Regions from separate parts of the Mus musculus genome. Here all the other regions are linked to region 3. The links are chromatin contacts, called in public Hi-C and HiCAR-type maps. All regions are on one chromosome and are shown on one strand. Each heading gives the region's core, a stretch centred on a gene start, on an enhancer-like site or on the middle of the called end of the contact. The rest is flanking DNA. Distances are from core to core; before and after follow the strand shown. Region 1 has its middle 110 kb from the start of 1110015O18Rik. Region 2 has its middle 35 kb from the start of 1110015O18Rik. Region 3 holds the start of Zfhx4 (zinc finger homeodomain 4). Region 4 has its middle 54 kb from the start of 1110015O18Rik.

Region 1 (3,551 bases), core at 1,042-3,541, 310 kb after region 3:
GGACAAAAACTTGGCAGACTACCTCACGGTCCCCAGAGGACTCTCCACACCACAGCACGCTAGCACACCCAGGAGCTTAGGATCACTGGTGAGTGGAATACAACATCTGTTCAAAACCAATCGTGATCAGTCTCTGACAGCAGGAGCAAGGACATGAGAGCCTTGCCTGATGAGCGGTTCAGGTTCCTTCTGATCAGTGCTTGTATATCTTGGTTTCGAACACAGAGGACAGCCCTATGGTCCCCAGAGGAGAAAACACTTCCAGGCACTGTAACACATCCAGAATCTTAGGATTTCAGGATCTGAGAATACCAGGAGCTTTATAACACCAGGATCTCAGGGTCTCAGAGGAAGCTTAACTGCCACAAACTCTGACACACCCAGAATTTCAGGTTCACAGGATCTAGGAATGACAGGATCACAGAGAAAGCTGGACTCTGAGAAGTCCTGAATCAACCAGGATTATATATTGCAGGTGTGTTTATATGTGTATATGTGTGTGCCTGAAGCTAAAAACTAGCTTCTTTCCGTAGACATGGAATTGCAGACAATTACGAACTGTCATGTGGATGTTAAGAATTGAATGTAGGTCCTTTAGAAGAGCAGCCAGTATTCTTCCCCTCTGAGCCATCTCTTCAGCTCTAAGTAGTAATATTTAAAAACATTTAATTTTGTCATTAATGTGTAGTTATGCAATGCATTTCAGAAAAGATTAGACTTTTTAATGTTTCATGTGTGTGTGTGTGTGTATGTGTGTGTGTGTGTGTGTGTGTGTGTGTGTGTGTGTGTGTGTGCATGTATACAGCTGTGTGAGTGCATCCTCACACATTTCGAATTTACAACTTACCAGAGCTTCACTGGAACCTACTGGCAATTCCCTTTCCCCAAGTGATTATAGCAAAAAAATGCCAATTCAAATATCATCTGGAGAGAATCAGATTCATTAAGTCTACTAAAGTAGAATGCTTACATTGGCAAAGGATGCTTCAGCTTCATGCAATTTAGTTTGCAGCTTTTTTTCCCCGGGTTTTCAGAACAAGGCCATATCTGACTTACGTATAAATCACCAATGAATTTGCAGTGAGAAATGTATAGTATCTGTTTATTCATGGTAACAATATAAAGTAAATAAGTGCTGAAAGAGTCTGTTCTTGGTCATTCTGAAGATACAGGTGTGACCTGCAGCTCATGCCTCCTTGATTTTCCTCTGTCTGTAGTTTCAAAGCCAGTATAATAGTGTTTTGTAACTATTACAATTTGCAAAGAGACCAAATTTAAGAGTTATAGTTTGTCAAAGATGAACAGAAGGAAGCAAATTTGTATAACATTGTGATAGTATTAGTTTTCAGATATGATCTGGAAATAATTGAATAAGTGCTATTCAGATATTCATTATCTAAGATGCCTTCAACAACAAACAGTTTACACACATATTGAAAATTTCTAAATACTGTAGTAAGTCATATCCTTATGACCCATCCAGCAGGTCCAGTTATTCGTGGGTCTGGAGGGGACTGCTCCTGAAAGCCAAATGGGGGGTGAGAGAGAAACGGAGACCAATCACAGAAAAGACACGGAGTCAATCTGGATCTTGTCAAGGTCTCATTGTATTCAGCAAAACTTGCAGTTATTATACAAAAAGAACAAAGGGGAGATAACCTTTATGCAGAAGGGCAGGGGGGAGCAGTGGTAATTTTCCTCGGTGACTACAAGGGGAAGCATGATATCTAAAAGTACATCTTGTGGTTATGACATCTGCTGTTTGTGTCAGGTCTGAATCATCTTGTGGTAATTGTTGGTGACCTTCATCTGGACTTAGTCAGCTTGGGCAGGAGGTCCAGTTTTATGTCTTAAGACTTGGTAGTCATCTTTTTCACTTGGATTATTATAAAGAATTTAGTTTTGGCTCCCAACATCCTTATAATATACAAATCAATGTACACCTATTACAAACATGTATCATTTTTCTAGTCAAGTGAACTTTTGATATGTTATTGAGAAAGACTGATTTTGGCAATATACTTTGGTGACAGAGACAGTCCTACTAAATCCTTCTATTTCCTCCTCTATATAGTATTTATATGCTAGTGATTTTAACAGTATCTTTAAGAATCTTTTATTCTATCGCTTCTCGGCCTTTTGGCTAAGATCGAGTGAAGAATCTTTTATTCTCAGACAACTATTGTTTTTTAAATTATATTTTTTAATTTATAAAATAATTGCATAATTTTCTTCCTCCCTTTATTCTTCCTCTCCACCTTGCCCGTGTACTCCAATCTTTGTTCTCTTTCAAATTAAAGGTCTCTTTTTCTTTAATTGTTGTTATATATACATATGCAAACACACATAGACACTCAGTCAAACATACATAAACATACACACATTTATAAATATATAAGTACAATCCACTTTAAGTATTAGTCATATTTGTGGTTAATCAAGATTTTCTTTTTCTTTTTCTATTTTTGGATATTTTCTTTATTTGCATTTCAAATGTTATCCCCCTTTCCCAGTCCATTTCCCCAAACCTGGAAGCCCACTATCCAATCTCCTATCTCCCTGCTTCCATGAAGGTGTACCCCCACCCACCCACCTACTCCTTCCTCCCTGCCTTGGCATTCCCCTACACTAGGGCATCCATCGAGCCTTAACAGAACCAAGGGCCTCTATTCCCATTGATGCCAGACAAGGACATCCTCTGCTACATATGCAGCTGAATAGGTTGCACACTTCCAAGGAAACTGTCCTAATCTGGCCTTTTCTACAACTAAAACTTGGTAAAAACAAATGTTGCTGCATTATAAAAAGGACATGAGAAGCTGCATTCAGGAGGAATAAAGATAAATGCTTTTGCTCAAGTTGTCTTCTCCTTTCTTTAGTTAGGGGCATCTGCCCATGGCATGGCATTTCCTTCATTTAGGATGTATTTTCTCACCTTTATGTAACTAGTTTCTTTTAACTACATTCTAAACTCTAGACTCATTTTCATAGTACATGTTTCTTATTTTTCTGAGTGAGACTTTGAGTGAGGCTGTATATAAATCTTATTATAGCTATCCATACAAAAATGTCAATCATGTTTTGAATGTGCATGTGTATATTCATTGGAGCATTAAGTATAGGAGAATGTGAGAAAAGAACATCAGGCTATGTTGAAAGTATAAGCCAGAAATTGAAATTGAAATGTATGTGGTCCTCAAGATAAGTAGACCTTTGGGAGAGTTTTTTGGGGAATTCTATCTTGCAGAAGTTGCATATTATTAGCACTTAGTACACACATGCACAGAAATACAACTTGCATATTTTTAGGAGGATGATCTGACTTAGAGTCATAATATTGCATTTTGATATAACTAAGAATTCATAGAAATGTGTGATTGAAACTTTCTAATATCAAGTGATCACATATTCCTTAACGCAAATCTTGATTTGAGATTATTTTTCTATCCAATTATTAACACCATTCTCTCTTTGAACTCTGTCACAAACTAACTCACAGCTAAAGGTATTTCTCTACCAAAGTGAATAACCCCACAGAGGAAAAAAATACA
Region 2 (3,210 bases), core at 519-3,018, 460 kb after region 3:
CCACAATGCCTGCCACAGCTGGGGAGGGGCTGACTAGAGCCCCCTTGTCCGGCTCCTCCAAGAACCCACTCTCAGGTTCATGCCCACGGGTCCCCAATGCTGCCTGGCTGCTCGCTCCCTCTCTGCTGCCACTGCTGCAGCTTTACCTCCTCCTTATGTGAGCAGAGAGTGCAGCAAGCACCTTGAGTCTGTCAGATGGTGGAGTCGCTGCCTCTGCTGCCTTTCCCCCCTGTCTGCCCCCCCCCCCCAGCCTGCTAGATCCTCCCGCTCCCAGGAGCCCGTGCTGCGGGTTCCCTGGCTGCTTCTCATTAATTATGTTCCTCTCCCCTACATCCCACCTGCCTGTCTTCAGGCTTTGACCAGAATGCCTCTTGTTAACAGAAAAAGTCCTTTGACTTTAAGATATCAGTGGCCCGGTACAGCCAGCTATGAGAGCTGCACTCCTTTCCCTGCCCCACTAGGGCAGCTCTGCCCTAAGCTGCTAACCAGTGAAGGAGACATCCACCCACTTGAGGCTTCTTCTGTCCAAGGTAAGGAGCACCTGTGAGTCTAACTGCCAGGTTTTGATGGGGGTCTCATCTCTGTGAGACTAGAAAGTGCCCCAACAATCTGGCCAAGGTAATAAGAAGTTACTGAAGTTAGAAAACGGACAGGGTAAGTCGGTAAGAAAGTTAGCGTAAGTTGATAAAAAAAGTGCAGAGGAGGAGAAACGAAGGAAGGATAGAGGTCTACAAAGAAGAGCTAAGAGCAAAGATTCAGCAGACTCGGGAGAGATAGATGACGATGGCAAATAGAGAGGTTAACAGTGAGGAAACGTGAAAATAGAGGTAAAGGAGATTAGAGAGGTCTGAAATGAAAGAGATACCCTGATTGAAAATATTTAGAGAAAGAACCAGTAAGTAAGTAAGAGACAAGTAAAAGGAAGAGTTGAAAAAACACAAGGCTAACAAAGACAGAGACCAGAGTCAGAATCAGAGATGTGCAATGAGGCAGACTAGAACCCAACAAAGTGGTACATGCTGATAATGATCTGTAAAAAACAGGGAGCCAGGGAATTAAAAAGAGATAAGGGAAATAAAATGCTGGCCACAAGAGTCAGGAAAACTAGAGAGTTTAGATAGTCCCTAGCAACAAAAGAAAGCTTTTGGCTAAAGATCAATGTGTTTACTGTAAAGAAAATGGTCACTGGGTGAAAGACTGCCCCAACAAAAAGAAGAGGAGACCCCCTCATGACCAAACCCTTCACCTGTTCGTGGCTAGAAGCAAAGAAATAGCAAAAGGGGTGCTAACACAGAAACTGAGTCCTTAAAAGAGGCCAATGGCCTACCTGTGGCAGCAGCTAAAAGAGAGAGAGAGAGAGAGAGAGAGAGAGAGAGAGAGAGAGAGAGAGAGAGAGAGAGAGACTGTGTTTCATATTCCTCCACCTACTAGGTCAAAACAAATTAGAAAAGCTCCTAGGCACTTCAGGCTTCTGCAGATTGTGGATTCCATGTTTTGCTGAATTAAAGAGATAAACAGCCCTGCATATAGAGAAATAAAGAACAACAGGCCTTAGATGCCATTAAGACTGTCCTAATGTTGTCCCCAGCTTTGGGCCTCCTAGATGTGACTGAGAACAAAGGTATTGCCAAAGAGGTTCTTACTCAGAGATTGGGACACTGAAAAAGACCTGTTGTCATACTTGTAAGAAATTAAACCTTGTAGCTGTACGATGGCCTGCTTGTCTGCACATAGTGGCTCCTGTCCAAGGATGCAGATAAATTGACTCTGAGACAAAACTTGGCACATGCCTAGAAAGTGTGGTTCAGCCCCCCTGACTGATGGCTGACTAACACTCTTGAAACATTATCCAACCATTCCCCTGACTGATAGACACATTATCAGAGCTTTTTTGTTGACTGAATGAGTGACCTTCGCTCCCCCTGCTGTCCTCAAGCTACCCTACATGCTGAGACTTCACCTACTCATCATTGTGCTGACATTCTAGCAGAAGAAACTGATACTTGAAACGATCTGAAGGAACAGATCAGCCTTGGCCTGAGAGTTCGAGCTGGTACATGGATGGCAGTAGCCTCGCAGTTGAAGGTAAGCAGAAGGTGGGGACAGCAGTTGCAGTGGTAGACAGAAAGCAAAACTTGTGACTTTGATACAAGCTCTATAAATGACAAAAGAAAAGTCTACACTGACAGCAGGTATGCTTTTGCCAACGTACGGAGCAATATACAGACAAAAAGGGCTGTTGACATCTGCAGAGAAAGACCTAAGATGCTGTGGCTAAAAGAAATCAGATGGCAGATCTATCCCCCAAACAGGCAACCCAAAGAGCAATGATCCTGACAGCCTGAAGACTATCAAGTTATAGACAAATTAAGACTGGTAAAAGAAACCCTGAATAAAATAGTAGAAACTGAAGAAAGAAAACTAGTCCTCCCATGGGAAGACAGACCTGACATCTACTGGAAAATAGACTTTATTGAGAAAATTATGTGTATGAATACCTTCTGGTTTTTGTGAATGTTCTCAAGATGGATAGAAGCTTTTCCCTGTAAAAATGAGACTGTTCAGATAGTCATCAAGAAGATTACTGAAGAAAAATTTCCAAGGTTCAGAGTGCCAAAAGCAATAGTGTCAGATAATGGCCCTGCCTTTGTTGCCCAGGTAAGTCAGGGACTGGCCAAGATATTAGAGATTGATTAGAAGTTACATTGTGTATACAGGCTCGAAAGCTCAGGACGGATAGAAAGAATGAATAGAACTCTAAAAGAGACCATGACAAAATTAACCATAGAAACTGGTGCAGACTTGGCGCTCCCTCCCCTTGCCCTATTTAAAACTGAAAATACTCCCTCTTGATTCAGCCTTACTCTTTTTGAGATCCTTTATGGGGCTCCCATGCCCATCACTGTCTAAAATGATGTGTTTAAACCTACATATTGTTGTAATAATAATCTGTATGCTAAGTTAAAAGGCTTGCAGGTGGTGCAGAAAGAAGTCTGGTCACAACTGGCTACAGCGAACGAGCCGGATACCCCAAAGACATCTCACCAGTTCCAGTCAGATGTCTGATCTACGTGCACCTGCATCATGCTGAGACCCTCAAGCCTCACTAGAAGGGTTTCTGCCTAGACTTGTTTACTATCCCTTATTCTGTTTTTGTTCCCAGGTTAAAGATACAGTATAGCTTACGATCCTCCAGCGTCAACACCACTA
Region 3 (3,481 bases), core at 955-3,454:
GAGACACAGCGGAAGGCTCCTCTGGAGCCTCATATCTGGGCCGAACCCTAGACCCAGCGCTTCAAGGAGCCCCTCGCTTGGATCACAGGTAACAAAAGAAATAACCAATGCATGGTCTTCTGGGAGAGGGGGCAAGATGGGGGAACATTCCGGAACTTGGCCATCACTGAGGAACTTTTATACAATTATAGAAAAATTTTATTTTATTTTTTCTGATAGAAAAGAGCAAAAGGAATGGAAAGGGACGGAGGGAGGGAGGGGGAAAGAGAGAGAGAGGAAAAAAAGAGAAGAGAAGAGAAGAGAAGAGAAGAGAAGAGAAGAGAAGAGAAGAGAAGAGAAGAGAAGAGAAGAGAAGGGAAGGGAAGGGAAGGGAAGGGAAGGGAAGGGAAGGGAAGGGAAGGGAAGGGAAGGGAAGGGAAAGGAAAGGAGAGAAGAGGGAAGGGGAGGGGAGGGAGAGGAGAGGAGAGGAGAGGAGAGGAGAAGAGAAGAGAAGAGAAGAGAAGAGAAGAGAAGAAAAGAAAAGAAAAGAAAAGAAAAGAAAAGAAAAGAAAAGAAAAGAAAAGAAAAGGAAAAGGAAAAGGAAAAGAAGCGAGACCAGGCTCACTCCAGCCCCTGGTAGCCTAACTGATCATATCAGGTCAGAAGGCATGCTTGGTGCCAGCTGAAGCTGAGGAGGTGAAGTTCATTTGCAGACATGGAACCCTGTAGTGAGTGTGTGTGTGTGTGTGTGTGTGTGTGTGTGTGTGTGTAAAATGCATCAATTCCCACAGTCAGCCACATCTCCTTTACACACACACACACACACACACACACACACACACACACACACACACCCTTGCCCTTTACCAAAAAAGAAAGCAAAGGCTCTTGATCTCCAGCCGCGGGTGTCCTCTTAGTGTGGCGATCAATCCCCAAACCCCGGGGCGAGCTGCCTCCACTCCCAGGTCTGCGGACATAGGCCGGGAGATCCCGCCTCCTAACGGACCTACCAGGTCCGCAGCGCCCGTGCAGCCAAGAGCCGCCAGGGCCTGCCGCTGCCGGCCGCGCTCCGCAGACCGGTGTCTACCTGCAGCCAAGCCCCGCGCTCGCCCATCCTCCCGGGCCCGGCGCCTCGCGCGCACCAGCCCTGGCCTGCCACAGCCCCGCGCAGTGAGTGCCCTTCGGGAACTTGAGAAAGGGTGGAGAAGGGAAAAGGAAGATGAAAAGGAAACCGAGAAGAGTACAGGGGAGGATCAAGGGAGAGGAGAGGAGAGGGGGGCTGCGAGCCCCACCGACCACTGTCCAAACTTTCGGAGAATGTGTGCAGAGGAAACATCATCTCGATGGGGTGCAGGGACGCGGAGCGAGCGAGGACCCCAGATAATGTCCGAGCCGCTGCCGAAATGACAGCTTCGCCGGATCACCAGAGTGTCTCCGGCTCCCGAGGAAAGCAGAACCCGAAAAGACTGAGAAAAAGACAGAAAACTGCTCGGCCGAAAGTCACTTAATACAAAAGTTAAATCTTGAAAAGCATGCCTCCCCCCCACCTCCAGCCCCAATCCCCCCTCCGCCTGTGCCTTCTCCCTCCCTCAGCAGAGCAAATCTTTGAGCCAAAAAAAAAACGGGGGAAAGAGATGGAAAAGGGGGGCAGAGCGGAAGAGGTGGTCGGGATGAGGGTACGTGTGCTAGGGCGAGCGGTAGCAAGCGATCTAGGGGTAGAGAGGCGGAGAGGGAGAGGGAGAGAGAGTGAGCGAAATATCAAAGATTGTGCAAGATCAGGCTGGAAAGATAATCGATACTCGACCTAAATTTAACACAAACTACTCAATAAAAGTTAAAGAAAAAACTTACTTTCCATTTCCCTGCAGTTCCTACTCGATCTTCGCCTCTTTTTTGTTTTGCTTTTATTTTACGTACAGCTGATCACATCCAAGTAAAACGAGAGGGTTCATTAAAAAGAATAAAAAATAAAAAAATAATCCTCGAACTTTATTGGGTGAAAATAAAAACGCTGGAGCAAAAAGTGGGGAGCACGGAGCGGTCCTCGGGGTTCCGGGAGGAGTTAAAGCATGTGCCGACCGCGGTCTCGCTGTTTGCTTGTGAAGGGGTTGGGAAAAGGAGGAAAGGAAATGAAAATCCGATATGTCTTTATTCTGCTAATTATTATCGTTTTAGCCCTGTTTAAAAAAAATGGCTGATTAAGTTGAGTGCGCATGTCTTTGTGTGTCTATTCCCGATATGCACTCTGGGAATGAGAGAGGAGAGCGAGGGAGAGGGGGAGGGAGGGGGGAGAGGTGTAATTAGTGAGGTGATCAACATTCCCCAGACTGCAAATGACGCGCAGCCAGGACTCAAAGCAGCCTGGGAGCCTCGCGACTTCCAGGGCTCCTAGCGTTGCGGCTGGAGCCCTGGACGAGGCGACTAAGGAGACGGAGGATGGGGACCTCCGGGGCTCGCACCCCATGCGCCCCTGCGCACAACTCTCAAACTTCATTAGACACACACGAACACACTCTCACACAGAGACAGCAAAGAGAAGAATATAAAAGCACAACTCATTCCTAAGAAATGCCTTTTTAGAGTTCTAGATTAAAAAAAAAAAAAACAAAAACAAAAACAAAAAAAAAAAAAACCCAGGCAAAATAATTACTCTCACACCAAAGATATGTTTACCAGGGAGCTTTAAGGAGAAATACAAGTCAAGGTAATTAAGAGCTTTTCTCTGGGTTGGTTTATTCTACTACGCACTCAGAAGTACTTTAACAGCTAAATACTAAGGCCTGAGCAAATATGCAGATGTATGTAAATAAAGAGTGCCAGTCAGTGTGAGCAAACAACACCCAGTTCAACCTCTTTCAAAGGAGAGATTTCTCTCTGGATCCTCAGGCATTCTATTTAAAACTATATCTTGCACTTGCATTTACGCTAGAGAAAACCTACAAGGGAGGTGGAAGTGGTTAGTTTAGTCAAAGTAAACTTCCAAATGAGAGTAAGTTCGGGTTGTAAGAGTGATACTAGGGTACAGCCTAGATTTTATGTAATATTCTTGAATATTTTATCAGAATCGCATAAGTTGAATGTAATGGTTTAAAAGGACTTATGGAAGAAAAGCTTTCATCTTTCTAGACTGTTCAGTTATCTTTCTGGAAGCACATTATGATGAATTTTAAAACCCCAATACAGATCTCATTAGAGTGAAATATATTTGGTATTTTCTGGTGCAAAATTTAAGGTGCCTGATTCTCATTTGAAAATCTAATTATCTCTTTCCAATATTACAGATGTGAATATGAGTGACACTTTCATTAAAAGATAATTAACTAACACTCGGAATAGACATACTTTTAAATACCCCCTACTGAATGTGGGATATATATATATATATATATATATATATATATATATATATATATAATATATCTGTATATATATATATATGAATTGCATCTTGATACACTACTACACAAGAGGTCATAAGTAGACACCATCTATGTAATATTTT
Region 4 (3,494 bases), core at 132-2,631, 470 kb after region 3:
TCAGCCAATTCATACACAGTATAAAAATCATGGAATATGACATTAAGATGTCTTACTTTGTCACAAAATTAATAAAATTACATAAAGTAAATCAAATGTAGTAAAATTCATGTTAAATTAACTACTTAAAAGGTTTTCATATCCAAAGAAGTTAAATAGTATTTACAGTATAAATTTATAAATGACATTTTGAAATGTGACTGATATAATAATTAATATAATTTTCTGATTTATATATAATATTTTAAGAATATGTCTTTAAACTAGATTTAAAACCATTGCCAGTAATAAGATGCTACTAGAAATCAGCTTTCTGAGAGCTGATGAATAATAAGAAATTAGCAGATATGTATCTTGTTTTGTAGATAATTTAAAAATTAGTTGAAGCATATATAAAAGAATGGCCTTTAATAAACAGACTTTGTGTTTTAAATAATAGAAATATATTTTTCATAGTTTCAGTGAAAACCTAACATCAGACAGACTTTGTTCTTGTCTGCGATGAAGGCTCTTTAATTGGCTTTCAATGGCAACCATTTTCATATTCTTCCTTCATTGTATTTCACATAAAGGCATTAATATTATCCTAAGGGGTCCATTCTTATGACCTAATCAAATCTTAATTATCTCTGGAAAGTTCCTATTGCTATAATAATACCTTGGGAATGAAAGTCTCAACAATTCAGGATGAGGAAACACTGGTATAAAGGAAATGCCCTTAAAACAAAGTTGGTTTGAGAAAATAATTTTGTATAAAAAGAACTCTTACTAATGACAGACAAAACAGAATTAGATATTAGTCCCTCTTTGCAACCTCTGAGAAGGTACAATTTAAAGATGTCTAACCATAGTCTGTTAATGGTGAATCCACACAGTGAAATACTTAGGAATAAAATTTAATTGAAGGGTTACCTCACTCAGGATGATATTTTCTAGTTCTATCCATTTGCCTGCAAAACCCAGGATGTCCTTCTTAATAGCTGAGTAGTATTCCATTGTGTAGATGAACCACATTTTCTGTATCCATTCTTCTGTCATGGGACATCTAGGTTGTTTCCAGCTACTGGCTATCACAAATAAGGCTGCTGTTGGGAGCCACCCTGCGGCTTACAAGAAACTGGGAGGCAAGCCGGGGCTGAAAAGAGAGGGGAAACTAGGCGGTCGAGAGAAAAAATGGAGCTAAGTCAATATTCCTGATCAAAGCTAAAACGTATAATAAAAGTCTGCGCTTATAAAGGGGGGGAGGGGGAGCCATCCCCTGCCATGCCAAGTTTCTTGATGTTGTGATGCCAAGTTGTCAGCACAGCCTTTTAGCAGTAAGTCGCCAAATTCCGAGGTTGCAGTTAACTCTGGAAAATCTCAGGAGGACAGGTTCAGCCTCACAGCAGGTGTTAGGCAATGTTACATCAAAGGAAACTAGCTGAGTAGGAGGAACTGCATGGCAGGTGGCCCCACCTCAGTGGTTTAAGGTCTGAACCAGCCTGCCTTAGGCTGGAGGAGGTTACATTCCACCACCCCCCCCCGTTATTAATATTATATAAAAAAAAAGCTAGACTGAGGCATAAATTTTATTTACGCTTTATAGTCCTGCCTGGGAGTTATGGTGGCTGGTGGCCCCGCCTGTCTTAGGAAATCTTAGATCTTCCTGAACCATCCAATTCCATCTTGGAGGCTACGTACAGCTAGTTTGTGTTATATTTCACAGAAAGCATGGCTCTGTGGTGTGTTATCAATAGCCACAGCCTTTTGGCGTGTACCTCTGTCTTAGATTGGTATGGTTCCAAGATCTGGGTGCCTGTCATTGACTGTCCGGCCCTCATTAGCACACCTTATTCCCAATTCAGACCAAAGCCACAATATATACTTAGAATGCTTCCTCATGAAGATTAATAACTGCCACCTGCAAAGTTGGAGGCAAGGGTGTACACCTGCTGCATCAGGCTGAAGGGCATTGACTGACCTGCTGGAAAAACAAAGTTGAGACAGTGAAAAGCAACATTACAAAAGCTTCTTTCGGGCAGTCTAGGTATTCCATTCAATTGCAAATTAGCAATGATCAAGCTGAGACTTAGAGCTCAGAAGGGAGGGGGATTGTCGGGGGGGGGGGGGGGGTGGCTTTGAGAATTGCAGAAAGGCTGCAGCTTCTCTGGGAGTGTCGGCTGTGCTCCAAATTAACTTTGCTAGGTAATTAAGAATTTAGCTATCTTCCCTAGAATTCTCTAATACTGGAATTATTACTAGACCAGTCCAAGATTGAGTTAGAATAACTGGTCACAATGAGGGAAGGAGAAGAATCACTATAGCTCTTTCTTATGACTAATCTTTCTAAGTCACATTACACGATCTCTAATGTTCTAAGTCCCATAAGGTTTAAAAAGCTTGAAGCAAGGCATCTTAGCTTGTCCAAACTGGGAAAATGGTAAACAAAGGTAGGTCAAAAACATATACCCAATTCAGCTTTCTTGTCACTACAGTCAGGGCACTCAGTGAACTCACCTTTCAGCTTGTCAGACGAATTAGCCGTTATGCTTCTGCAGAGTTCTGTGAAGAGAACCTATGCTTTTCTCTTTCCCAATAAGGTAGCTGTTCAGGATCAAGCCACATGCCAATAAGTAGATCCTTTTCATCTCACCTAGACATGATTATGTCTGGTATTAAGACACTGTGAGGCATTTATTAAGTTCTTGACATCCAAATTTCAAAATTCTTAAAATAAAAGTATGATTTAAATAATGTGCATGGTGATATATTAAATAATGTGCATGGGGATATAATTTCCCCCTTTCTTTGTTTTTTAAGAAGAAGAGTTTTTAAAGTTCCACAATACCCTGTCTTTGAGAATTATTAAATGGTTGAAAAAACATCTCAAATACTTGACTTTTAATTCTGCTAATTGAGCTGAGAGGCCAGGAATCTTTATGATTACCTGTTGATTAATTATTATTAAGATATCCAGCTCACCCTTTAGAGGAGCCATCAGTAAACACCAGAACAGCATTGTGTAAGGGTATTAAAGAGGTCATATTAGGAAATATTACCTCATATACATTTAAAAATTTTATCAACCTATCCTGAGGGTAGTTCCTTTAAACCCTATTTGAGCAAGCAAGCACTCTGTACTGTGCTGTTTCAGCCAAGGACCTTGACCTACGCTGTAAGGCTGAACAATAATATCTAGCTCTTTCCCAAAATAAGTTAGTGCCTGCATCCTTCAAAAGATAATCATCTGAGCTACTGCTTCATAATATGGCAAGATATTACATTTAGGAGAAATCCTCAAATGTAGCCACGTTAGAGGAGACTTTTACCATAACAATCCTGTAGGCATATGAATCATATTAAAAATTAACAGATGTAAAGGCAAAGAGTAATCCATATAAGTGACAAACTATTCTTCAATAGCTTTTTCCACTTGTTGTAAGGCCAGCAATCCTTCTGAGGTTAAAGATCTAGGGGAGGTAGGATCAGAACTCCCTTTAAGAATATCAAATAAA

Evidence for each region. A called contact is a pair of places that touch in the nucleus more often than the background predicts. HiCAR-type assays count read pairs that join an accessible place to other places.
Region 1: a contact with region 3 is called in a Hi-C map of adipose-derived mesenchymal stem cells, with 4 times the contacts expected there. The contact joins the enhancer-like site here to the promoter of Zfhx4 in region 3. A contact is called at or near these places in 1 of 39 promoter capture datasets (the 3T3-L1 cell line), 3 of 484 Hi-C or Micro-C datasets (adipose-derived mesenchymal stem cells, cumulus cells and myocytes) and 2 of 115 datasets of contacts at active chromatin or transcription factors (embryonic midbrain and embryonic stem cells).
Region 2: a contact with region 3 is called in a Hi-C map of cumulus cells, with 4 times the contacts expected there. The contact joins the enhancer-like site here to the promoter of Zfhx4 in region 3. A contact is called at or near these places in 3 of 39 promoter capture datasets (the 3T3-L1 cell line and liver), 1 of 15 datasets of contacts at CTCF or cohesin (the NIH/3T3 cell line), 2 of 484 Hi-C or Micro-C datasets (adipose-derived mesenchymal stem cells and cumulus cells) and 5 of 115 datasets of contacts at active chromatin or transcription factors (the NIH/3T3 cell line, craniofacial prominence, embryonic limb bud and 2 more).
Region 4: a HiCAR-type map of embryonic stem cells shows a contact between it and region 3, with 18 times the contacts expected there. The contact joins the enhancer-like site here to the promoter of Zfhx4 in region 3. A contact is called at or near these places in 3 of 39 promoter capture datasets (the 3T3-L1 cell line and liver), 1 of 15 datasets of contacts at CTCF or cohesin (the NIH/3T3 cell line), 1 of 484 Hi-C or Micro-C datasets (adipose-derived mesenchymal stem cells) and 5 of 115 datasets of contacts at active chromatin or transcription factors (the NIH/3T3 cell line, craniofacial prominence, embryonic limb bud and 2 more).

What each region holds. Positions count from the first base shown.
Region 1 is chr3:4,905,966-4,909,516 of GRCm38.p6, reverse strand. It overlaps the pseudogene Gm52665. Among named protein-coding and RNA genes, the nearest start is that of 1110015O18Rik, 110 kb to the right of the region's middle. Within about 2 kb of position 2,291, at least 4 of the 459 cell types and tissues checked have an H3K27ac peak or open chromatin away from gene starts, as enhancers often do.
Region 2 is chr3:4,761,874-4,765,083 of GRCm38.p6, reverse strand. No RefSeq gene overlaps it. Among named protein-coding and RNA genes, the nearest start is that of 1110015O18Rik, 35 kb to the left of the region's middle. Within about 2 kb of position 1,768, at least 2 of the 459 cell types and tissues checked have an H3K27ac peak or open chromatin away from gene starts, as enhancers often do.
Region 3 is chr3:5,217,277-5,220,757 of GRCm38.p6, reverse strand. It overlaps Zfhx4 (zinc finger homeodomain 4), which reads right to left and starts at 2,204. Exons shown (of 11, transcript NM_030708.2): 1 at 1,831-2,204. It overlaps 2700069I18Rik (RIKEN cDNA 2700069I18 gene), which reads left to right. Exons shown (of 3, transcript NR_045905.2): 1 at 1-88.
Region 4 is chr3:4,742,703-4,746,196 of GRCm38.p6, reverse strand. No RefSeq gene overlaps it. Among named protein-coding and RNA genes, the nearest start is that of 1110015O18Rik, 54 kb to the left of the region's middle. Within about 2 kb of position 1,381, at least 3 of the 459 cell types and tissues checked have an H3K27ac peak or open chromatin away from gene starts, as enhancers often do. A contact at or near this core is called in embryonic stem cells, where this site is marked.